Linked DNA regions of Mus musculus: regions 1 and 2 are each linked to region 3. The links are chromatin contacts, called in public HiChIP or PLAC-seq maps. All regions are on one chromosome and are shown on one strand. Each heading gives the region's core, a stretch centred on a gene start, on an enhancer-like site or on the middle of the called end of the contact. The rest is flanking DNA. Distances are from core to core; before and after follow the strand shown. Region 1 overlaps Nfia (nuclear factor I/A). Region 2 overlaps Nfia (nuclear factor I/A). Region 3 has its middle 120 kb from the start of Gm27521.

What was found. HiChIP or PLAC-seq counts read pairs in DNA pulled down with a chosen protein or histone mark.
Region 1: an H3K27ac HiChIP or PLAC-seq map of stem cell-derived neural progenitor cells shows a contact between it and region 3, with 5 times the contacts expected there. The contact joins two enhancer-like sites.
Region 2: a contact with region 3 is called in an H3K27ac HiChIP or PLAC-seq map of stem cell-derived neural progenitor cells, with 5 times the contacts expected there. The contact joins two enhancer-like sites. A contact is called at or near these places in 1 of 484 Hi-C or Micro-C datasets (cerebellum) and 1 of 115 datasets of contacts at active chromatin or transcription factors (stem cell-derived neural progenitor cells).

Annotation. Positions count from the first base shown.
Region 1 is chr4:97,947,173-97,950,728 of GRCm38.p6, reverse strand. The region is part of intron 2 of Nfia (nuclear factor I/A); the gene reads right to left. Gm40208 (a long non-coding RNA gene) reads right to left here. Exons shown (of 2, transcript XR_867944.3): 2 at 2,110-3,556. Among named protein-coding and RNA genes, the nearest start is that of Gm40208, 11 kb to the right of the region's middle. Within about 2 kb of position 2,203, at least 26 of the 459 cell types and tissues checked have an H3K27ac peak or open chromatin away from gene starts, as enhancers often do. A contact at or near this core is called in stem cell-derived neural progenitor cells, where this site is marked.
Region 2 is chr4:97,922,116-97,926,036 of GRCm38.p6, reverse strand. The region is part of intron 2 of Nfia (nuclear factor I/A); the gene reads right to left. Among named protein-coding and RNA genes, the nearest start is that of Gm40208, 14 kb to the left of the region's middle. Within about 2 kb of position 1,971, at least 57 of the 459 cell types and tissues checked have an H3K27ac peak or open chromatin away from gene starts, as enhancers often do. A contact at or near this core is called in stem cell-derived neural progenitor cells, where this site is marked.
Region 3 is chr4:97,036,376-97,039,933 of GRCm38.p6, reverse strand. No RefSeq gene overlaps it. Among named protein-coding and RNA genes, the nearest start is that of Gm27521, 120 kb to the right of the region's middle. Within about 2 kb of position 2,088, at least 11 of the 459 cell types and tissues checked have an H3K27ac peak or open chromatin away from gene starts, as enhancers often do. A contact at or near this core is called in stem cell-derived neural progenitor cells, where this site is marked.

The DNA.
Region 1 (3,556 bases), core at 954-3,453, 910 kb before region 3:
TCTGAATAAGAAATTTGTGAAATATTAACTTTGCAGGAATTAGACTTTTGGCATCAGTGCTGGTATTGGAAGCCCATCTGTTTAGCCAGGATTGTGTACGATGATGTGAGTGTTTAGGGTGAGGAGCGAGTCAACTGTCTCTTCACCCACTCTCAATGTGTTAGCTTCTATGTGCACGAGGAGGCTGTGGAATGATGCAGTTTTAACATGTTGAGAAAAAAGTTAAATGGAATAAGTATTGTGAGATGACAGTTGGGGTGAGTCACTCCTTAGCTTTAAAACCCATGAATTCATTCACTCTAGGAGTAATAACACGACTCACTCACTAAAGTGTCAATCTTCCTAACAAGTGGGTTTCAAGGATCTTTTCCTGTGATGTAAGTGAAGTCAGTGATGGGAAAAGGTAGAAATAATTTCTCACATTTTCTTTGACAAGAGTCTATTACTGAAAAACACTAGAATGCCTATATAACCATTTGAATTTCATTTTTCCTATGAGAGGAGCATAGGGCACGTAATGATAACTTGTGATTTAATTCAGAACTCCTATTACTGATCAACCCGGCTGCCTATCCACTCCCAGGGAAACAAGGGCCTACGTAAAAAGTGTCACTGTAAAACTATCACGTGTCAGAATGTAAGCCCCCCTGTAACTAATAGATTCTTAGAGTTGTCTATATACTTGGAGATGAGGGAAACCAGCATCTATATGCTGAAGCGTTCCCATATATATCCATGTCATAACAGTAACTCATCCATGGAGAGGGATGCACAACAGAGTTAACCTCTTCTGTGTTCTTATTCATACAAACCATTTCTGATTCACGTAAGGACTAGGGCACCCTCTGCTGAGGGTGTGCTGGTCAAGTTTAGGAGCAACACAAAGTTCTTCTACTTGTATTTCATGTTGAAGAGACTATTAAATGATTTTTTTTTTTAAGAGCAGCATCTTAAAAACAAACTCAGTGATCTAACTTAACTTCCTGTATCTCAGTTTCTTCATCTATAAAATGGGAACGCTACTAATCATTTAACCTAACGGGACTGTTGCAAAGATTATAACAAACTCCCCACTTTGAAGTTTATCGATCACAAGTAACAGCGCGTTTCTGCCACCTAGGTCTTCTCATCAGGCAAGTTTTTCACTTTAAAACGTTAACTCCAACCTACATGTGACATGGTTCTGGTGTAACAGTATGAAAGCACGGTTCTGCAGAAAGTGTTCTAATTCCCACCTTGGGGGAGGGGTGTATCTTCAGTGATGGAAGTGTCTGCCTCATCTTGCTGTTTTTTATTCCAGACACTTGTGTGTAAAATGTGTTTATCAGGCAATGCTTTGTCCGAGCCTGGAAGTTGTCTCTGTAGTATCTGTAGAAGTCTTTGATACAAAATGTATGCAAACGATTTCCCATGAGCCTGGGGGGAGGGTGCTAAGGGGAAGGTACAAACTGATCCAAGGGATAGAAATCTTCATTACCTCACCAGCAAGAAGCTACCTCAAAAGTCAAGTCCTCTTCGCTAGTCTATGCTGCTGAGCTGCATCAGCTCAAGCTCTCACAGCTGCCTATGCCTCTTCTTCTGAGGAGACCTGGTGTTACTTCTGTCAGAGGGAGGCTCAGGCTGTGTGAAGGCCAATGGTGCCCATCATCCCTTGGGATATCAATGGCAAACCCCCTAGATCTCTGCACTTTAAGAAGGCCCACCAACAGAGACCACCACAAACCCTGGTAAACTTAAACACAACAGAACAAAACAACAATAATAATAATAAAAAAAAAACAGCTGTAACTATTTGTCCATCTTTTAAGAAAAAACAAAAGCAGAAACTTTCAATGGATTCCCTTGAAGGTGAACCAGATTTCTGACATGAAGGTGAACCGGAACTCCTAAGAGAACTGAGGAAAGATGTGTTGTAGTCCTGAGTCTAAATATCAAACCCAGGGAGCTGTTGAACAAAATAATTGCAGATAAATATCTCTTCTACACTTCTGTGACTTGTAATGGAATCCTTTTCCTTCTACTTCTAACATGACCAGCTATTCTTTAGGACAACGACAGAGGAAGAGGTAAACAGTATTTTCCTTTGCTTTTTCTTTTTTTCCCCTCTGGTTTTCAAGCTTTGGAACCCTTTGTGCAGGGACCGGCCTGGTGTAGCTAGCTTGTCCTGGTAGACAAAATAAACACGTCAGGGCTCCACTTGTTTGTATTCCCGTCAGTGGCAATGTATGCATCAGCAGCTAAAAACAAAGAAACTTTTTAGCCGCTCAGAAAATGCACAGGCTTCCCAAACAAGGGAGGGGAGGGGCAGGGGGAGAGGCGAGTGGGGGTGGAGAGTAGGGGTGGAGCATACAGAAAAGTCTGACAGTCCATTCAATATAGGGATGATGGCTATAATGCACCCAGGTCCCCTCGCTGATTAAATATGCATTGGCACAGTTTTGATCGATGCGAGCCATGGATCAGATGGCACACCTGCAAAATCTTGAGCACAGAGCTCCCAGGAAGAGGGAAAATACAGTCTTGTCTCCTTATCTTTGTTTTCAAAGGCTCTCAATTTCTGTGCTTAGATATCTAATTTAATTCTCTCACCCCTCAGCAAACTGGATTAGGGAAGTCAATACTGCCTTTGTGCATCGGCTGGAAAACACAGCTTTCCTCTTATTCAATTTAGCTATGACCTTTAGACAAAGATAATGACAACTGTCTAAAAGTCCAGTTAAGGTTTGAAGAGGAGGGTCCTGCCCCCAGGGTGGGGATCCCTAGGAATTTGGGGAGACCAAGGATGGAGGGTGACTGTGGCATTTTTCTCTCCTATCAAGGAAGAATGGGGAAAGGAGAGCTAAGGAGTAATGAATTCAGTCAAGCAGAAAGCATGGCGGGCAGGGATGAGACAACTAATCTCAAGTCACTGTGGCCCTGACACATCCAGATCAGAAAATAAGTCTATGACAAGCTGTGAGGGAGAAGGGAGGAGCAACAGTTTGTCTGAAAAGCATAGGCACTTAATGAGAGAGCGGCTGGTTATGCAGACAGGGTAAGCACGAAGGTTCCATCTCCCTAGATGCAGGAGTTCCCATACTGCTGAGAGATGGGACCAGGGAGATGGGCAAGCCAAAGATTCTTCAGAGTAGCCATGTTCACGCCACTGCTCTCAGCTGAAGGAGGAATGTGAGTGTACCATTTTTCCTGAAATGACACTGGCCCCGTGTCTTTTGTCTTTGGGCCTGGTCACTCAATCCACCCATTCATGAATTCAGCACCTACTATGCAGCTTCCACTTTCTATACTGTGGGGCAGACAATGAGGACAGGTAAGGCACTGACCCGCAAATGAGCTGAGTCAGTCAGGGCAATAACAGTGCAGGGGATTCTGTAACATCTCCCAATGGGATCCCATCTCCTGCTGCTTAAGGAAAAGAATCGACTGCACACTGTCACAGCTGTGTGTACTTCCTTACTGACAGTGGCCTCAGTGCAACTAAATGTACCTTGGTAACCTTAGTTACAGGGGTCTGGATCCTGACTGTTAGTAGCAAGGGCTGACTGAGGTGACCATT
Region 2 (3,921 bases), core at 722-3,221, 890 kb before region 3:
AGAGGCAGGCAGAAGGGAGGGAGGGACAGAGAAAGAGAAAGAGAGAAATGTCAGGGTACCGGTGCATATTTCTATGTGTGTTTATGTGGAGGCCCAAGGAGGGTGTTGGGTACTTGCTCCCGGCTTTATTGCCTTGAGACAGGCTCTCTCACTAAACCAGAAGGTTGCCGCTTCAGTTAGGCCATTAGTCACAGGGCTCCCAGGATCAGCCCATCTCTGTCCCTGAATTGCTGGGGTTACAGAAACATATCATCATGCCTGGCCTTTTTGTGGGGGCTGGGGATTTGTATGCAGGGCCTCACGTTTGCATAGGAAGCACTCTTAACCACTGAGCAATCTCTTCAACATTGTGCACACTACAGGGCTTTAAGCTATTTAATGGTGTAATATCACAAAACAGTATAAATAGACCATATAAAAACGTATTGAGGGATCTTGCAACCTTCAGACACACTGCCAAGCCAATGCCAGGCACCTCCTTAGCCCCAGCCTGAACTGATATTCAAAGCTAAAGGGGCGCTACCATTCTTCATGGAAAGGTACCTGAATTCAAATTTCAGCATTGTCAATCAATCTGGCTTCTCCTATCAAATGATTGTGTCTTTATTAACAACTGCTTACTAAGAGAGAAAAGGCTAGAAATGGATAGTAGGAAGCTTAAATGGCAACAAGCATCTTTGGCTAACTATAAGAGAAAAGTTTCCATGTATCAAAAGCCACTCTTCTTAGATGTCTTCTGACTTACGGTGTGCAGAGCCAAAAGCAGGCTCCATGCTGAACCACCCACCCCAAATTCACAGAGTTCAAAAAATCTCACACTAAGTAACTTCTAATTCTAGTTCTGAACTATTATCAGCAACAACAATAGCAACAGCAACAGCAACAGCACCTGTTAGGACCAACAGCTTTTTTGAAAGCTACCCAAGTACCAACCAAACTGCTTGTGCCAATTAAAAGCTACCTTGAAGAATCTGGTCTCAGGCAGAACAAAAGCTAGTCTCTGGTGGTGCTAAGCACAAGCCCCTTTTAAGGAATTCATTTGCTATACTTACTGCCCGCAGAAGCTAATCCATCTGTATATGTTCATCTCAGAAAAATCCCCAGTTTTAAAACTGTATTTGCTACCAGGGCATCCTTCAAATCGCCCCAAGCCCTTCGTTTTCACCTTAGTTTAGGAATCATTGTTTGTATCCATAGCCAAAGTGCACAGTAACAGCTCTACAATTTAAACAGAAATTCTTTTCTTCGGGTTTTGTGTTTTAAGTTCAAACTACTCTCCCTTATTCTCGTTTCCCCAGTTCTTCTGTCTACCTTGGAATCCGAGCACACTATGCAGCCAGCACAATGAACCACCGTGCCAGCAGTAGCAGTCTGCTGCACCTATCCAAGAATTCTTAAAGCATCCAAACACACACACTGTCTCCTGTGTAGCCTGGAGATCCCTATTGAGCTCATGCCAAGTGTCTGAAAAGTTGGACCCTGCATCCGGTATTTACACTAAGCTAAAATTCTAATCAGTACTAACAGCAGTATGTTTTAATTCACCCTATGATTTTATTTCAATCTGCTAAGTAGCACAACTGCCAGAATGCAATTGCTATAAACTTAAGTAAACAAATGCAAAACTAAAATAAATCTTAAACCTGTTGTATATAAAGTTTGTGCCACTTCATGCAAGCAGTACAAAAAGGCACAGCCCAAAAGTCTTAGTCAACACTTTTTGCTCTCGCTTAAAAAGCTCTTTGAAGAAAGTATTGCCTTGTCTAGTCTCCCCACATCTCTTCCAGAGAATTATCTGGTGCACACTAGATCAGGAAGAGGAAACGGCCATGTTATTTTACAATGGCTTTTCACCCCAGTGTCCCTCGAATCGTCTCCTGCCAAGCATGTGAAACAAGAAGTACTCGGTGACTCCTCGAATCTCTGGATGACACTACAAGGACTCGTGCCAAGGAGTTAGTGCCAAGTCTCGCATCTTTGGGATCCACCCCTCTTTCTGGGTGTTAGTTGCATGGGGGAAGGGACTGGCAGAAGTAGAACCTGACCAACAAATTCTGAGAAGTTGGTCACCATTTTGAACCTGCTCAGTGTGCTTAGATCTTGGCAGCCATCTTACAGCTTGGCAACCATTTTGAGGATTTGTTTGGCAAGCTCTCAGAATTCGCTGACACTGTTTAAATAGAATGCTGGTTTAAAATAGTCCATGCTAACCAATACAATGTGATAGCAGGTAAACAACAACAACAACAACAACAACAAAAACCCTCCAAAATACCAAAAAAACAAACAGCAACAACAACAAACCACCACCATCAACAACAAAACCCTCCTTATAAGCCTTGCCAACAAAACAATTTACATCTTCATTTGGGTAATGACATCTCAAATTCCTTAACTTAGAACACATTATGTAATGCAGCTGCTATTCTGTGTCCTTAAGCCGTTAGCAGACAAGCTGTTAAATGATGTTGGAGGCTCTTACCAGGAGCAGGTAAGGAAAAGAAAGGCAGACATGCTCGGCCCCCACAAAACCCACAAATATTATCAAAATGTTTCAGAGTCTGTTCAAAGGCAAGCTGAGAACTAGATTCTAGACAATGGCAACCGAGTGTCACAGACTGTACCCATGGTCTTATCTCATGAGCCCAGGGAAGTCTCAGTCATGTAGTACGAAACTCTCCTTGGGTAAGGAGACAACGTCCACCTCTCAGCCCAACAATAACTCTTAAGGCTCATCTAAACAGAGAAAAGGAAAACTTTGCAGATTTTGGTGTTTTTCAAAACATCTTTGGCTTCACTCTTTCACCTTTTAACATATTTAATTTTGAAGTATTTGATTACATAAAAATAGAAAACCAGAACAAAAACCAAACCAAACCAAACAAAAAACCCTACATTATCATTGAAAGCATTTCTTAATGTCTAACAACTTAAAATACAAGCAGTAACTGTGCACTGCTGGGACCGACATCGTTATAAAACCTGTACAGCTTCCTACACTGGTGAATTAAGTGAAATGACAGTGAGTGAAATTTTACAACATATGGAAAAGGAAAATGACAATCCAATAATCCGAAAATATCTTTTCATACTGAAATAAATAACACTTTACGGCACGATTCAGTAACTTCCTTTGAATGTTATGAATATTTAATAATTCCATATCAACACAGGGAGAAGCTTTATGATAAAAGGACCATATTGTTCATACTTTTGGGGGGAAAACAATCCCCAAACTATTCTTTTATTAGCCAACTATTATTGCCAAATCACAAACAGGACAATAAAGCCTAAAGAATTCTAAATTTTGTGATGGCCAAAGATAAAAGACTAGAGTTACTAAATAAAACGGCAACACATTTATTTAAATACCAGTGCTCCTTGGGGTGTACGAGGCACCTGGCTCATCCTCTAGCTCCAATGAGGTGCAATAGAAAGAAAGGCACAGGAACGGGGGGAGACACAGCATCAACTACAGTGCTCACATTAGTGCAGGGCTCTTAAACCTGAAGCCTGAACCGATTTCAATTCAGGAAATATTTTAATTCATATAATACCATCCAAAGTGAAACAATTCATTAAATCATGCTCAGAACTGGAACATTACATAGGAAGACATTATGCTGAAATGGGTCAGCCTAACCTCGTTATGCTACTCAAAGTCTCTCTGCTGAGTGACAGTATCTGCAGTGATATGACGTAAACCATGCTAGGATGGCTTGGAATGCATTGATAAATTGCTCTATTGATCCTGTTCTGCTTCACTTACCATAATTATAGTGCAGTAATGGAAGACATGAATGATAGATTTTCAGTACAGAAGAAAGCCCGGAGTTTGCCTGTTTCTTTATGAGATTATATAAAACCCTTTCAATTAATACAACATGATTGATATGTAACACTGAGGACAAGGCCTGATTC
Region 3 (3,558 bases), core at 839-3,338:
GTAGAAGTTTCATGCAGTCTAGAAATGCATGTACTAACTCAGTTCTTATACTTTGGCCTTGCATTTTTAACTTGAGAGGAACATAATTTGGTATTTGCATACTCATGTTCTTATTTGGGAATTTCCCCTTATCTTCTGGGGAAAGGAATGTAGAGATAGGACCAGAGGGAGTGATAACTAGAAAAAGCAGCTAATCTATCTTATCGTATCAGTCCTTGTTAACTGTGGTACCACTAGTAGCTAGGATTCAGTAAAATACCATGGCACTGTTCTCTTCAGCTGAAATGTCTGTCACCAGGACCTCGACTTTGATATTCAGAGGAGCACATGTCACAGTGTCCAAAGATCCACAATCATTAATGAAGTAAATCATAAAAGCAATGCATTTGTTCAAATTCTCAGGTCCAGCCATCACTTTCCTTCACAGGCATCCTTGTGCATCACCTATATTTATAAATTCTGCTGCCCCCTCCCATGCAACACTCTTGAGTGGTGGTTGCCTTATTTGTTGCAGTGTTTAAAGCCAGGCAATCTTCTTAGCCCAGATCAGCTGACTGAACTTGAATGAGTCCCTTTGCTTCTTTCAGCCTCAGCCTCTCCTCTGTTCGAGACTGCCCTGCGATGTAGTGAAGCATACGTTCAGGCTATAGGGAGAGGTGTATGGCTGATTCCATGTAAAGCACAGTAGCTTTCATGTAGTATTTTCCTCAGTAACTCTCTGAGGTTGGAGGCTCCCAACCCTTTTTAAAAATTTCTATCTGACCATTGGACTTCTCCTTGCATTGTAATTGTGTTTATCATGCTGGATATTGTGCAGGCTTCTATACACTTTTAAATGATTATATAGGATAGAGAGAAATCCCTATATTTTAATAAAACATTGATCATTGAGAATTCACCAGTTCTTAATTATTTTTGTTATCATGTTTATTATTATACTCCTGGAGGATTATGTTTAAAATATGCTAGAAACATTATAGAATCGTTTGGTAAGTTGTATCTCTTTCCTACTCTGTTTTCAGTGCCCTGACCTTCTTTTATGAAGCCTTCCCTAGAGGAAGTATTTATACTTTTGAGCCTGACAGAAACTGTAAGTAAGAAATTGATTCACTTTTTGCATTTGAATTAGATATTTGATAAGACTACATGGTGTCATCAAAGATTAAACTATATACAGGATACATCATCAAAAATTTCATATATTTATGAATATTTTCAGTATTCAAAGACTGTAGAAGGCTTCAGCAATGATCTGTCCCATGGAATTAATAAAGGAAGTTTGAGTGTACATTTCTATTGATTTACTTTATCATTCCTTGATAATATAAATAAAAACACCTTCAAACATTCCTAACACTGCCATCCTCATTGCAATGTTCTTTGCTGATCCCGATAGGAAGCAAACACATACACTGATTATGTCACATTAGGCTTGAGTTGCAGCACTAAGTTGGTCAGAATGACAAGAATTTAGCAAAAATGACTGAAGTGTGAGAATTATACCATAAACTTGCCTACTTCACAGGGTGGGTAAATTGAATCTACATATCAGAGTAAAATATAAATCTAGTTATGTAACCACATGTACACCCCCCCCCAGAGATGGTTATTAGATATGTGGTAGCCTACTACTGTCATAAGGACAAATCTAATGTGTAGCCATCTTCTTTCTGGCTCCTGAGCAGATAATAAACAAAGCCTGGGATCCAGATAGCAGCCAAAGAAAATTCCAAGCCACACAGTCTTGCCAGCATGGCTGTGCCATAACTGTGAGTCTCTGGCACCTGGTTACCTTGATCTGTCACAGGCTCAAGAGAATGTGTCATACCCCCATTCCCACTCCTTTAGCAAGGTTCAATGTCTTTGTCCAGCCTCAGCTTGTAAATAAAGTAAGAGAAACTCAGATTTACTGGCATTCGTAGCTGCTCACAGTTCAAGAGTTCTGGAAGGTCTTCTTTCCAGAACTTTGGTTTCTATGGGATGAGTGTCGTCCTGGCTGGTTTTTGGCTCATATCTAAGTGCTGGATCATCTCCATTCATCATTTCTGGGCTGGACAAGATTCTCTTGTCTGAGCTGTGGATGTCCCCTGCTGGAAATGGCTGTTCACTGCAGCTGAGGGAATTGGTACAATTGTGGCAGCTGTGGATGCACTTATGTGTGTCAGGACATCCTCCCTGGCTGATTACATGATTCCCACCAGGAACACAGTCAGAAAACTCACTCTGTGACCCTGCTCTTACACTCCTGCTTTATTGGCAATTTCACCTTCTAAGTTATGATAACCACTCCTTATAAAGCACGGTATGTGTTAATATGACAAGCTCTCAACATTTGTTTCTAAAATCCATAATCTTGTTGCATACAGAATGGATTATCTTATTTAAACTGTCACATATTAATAAATTCTGAGTGGAATTACAGAATTTTATATTGTAAGAGTTCAGGCCTTGAGAATAGGTGGCCCCCATTAGTGTAACTTGCACAGGATATTTGTTTTACTTGTCTTCTTGTCCACAGGGTGCCTCTCCTGATACAGAGAATACACAAAACCACTTGGCTGTGGTTTTTCATCCTCAGGTGCAATTTTTTTCTGCTCTTCATCTTTCATTCTATATGTGCTCATTTGCAGCATTCGTGCCAGTGGGCTTTGCTTTGTTCTGCTTTCTATGTATCTGATCAAAATCCTCTCCCTTTTCAAAGCCTGCTTTTTTTTTTTTTCATCAGAAAATTTAGGGAGCTTTACTAACTGACTTAATTTTCCTTCCAAATGTAAAGTGCTGCTGTGACAGGCATCCTATGTGAAAGACATTCTGTAGTCCATGTTTCTGGGAAAATTCTCATTGATGAAGGAAACAAAATTCAGTTGTGTACAACTTATAAGATTATAAGAGGTGAGAGTACAGGCTAGTTCTTGGTCTGGACTGTCATTTGGGAGCATACTTTTCAAGACAAAAGCCACTAATCACTTATCCAAGACATCAGAGGATGGGCAAAATCAACCGTCCAGTGTCCAGCTGAATCACAGTTGCTGATTGTTCCAGCCAGTTGGGAGTTTTCACCATGTGATCAGCCCAAAGGCATTTCTTCAGCTGCCAGCACAGAGGCTTGTCGAATCTGCTAAGAAACCAGATGCAGCAAATACATATCCTCTACAGCCTGGCATCTGGGGTTTGTGCCTGCCAGCTGAGGAAAAAAGCCTGGGCTGCATGGAGCTCAGGGTGGAGATGTGGAGATCATAGACAGAAAACAGTGAGATCATCACATGTTTCTCATTGTGCTAGAAAAAAAAAAACCCTATTGTTGGAGAGCATGTGAGAACTTTGTAAGAACCAGATTAAGTATGCCTGGATTACATGATGGAACAATTATATGCTGTGGACTAACACATATTTGTTTTACTGAAAGTCTGTTCCTACTATTTTACTTTTTTCGTATGCAAAAGCGCTTATACAATTGACTCAGTGCAACTGTATTCATCAAGCAATCCATCTTATTCATATATATTTATGTGTACATGATGCATGCACATCATGTATATGTCTTTATTCTTCTTAGCC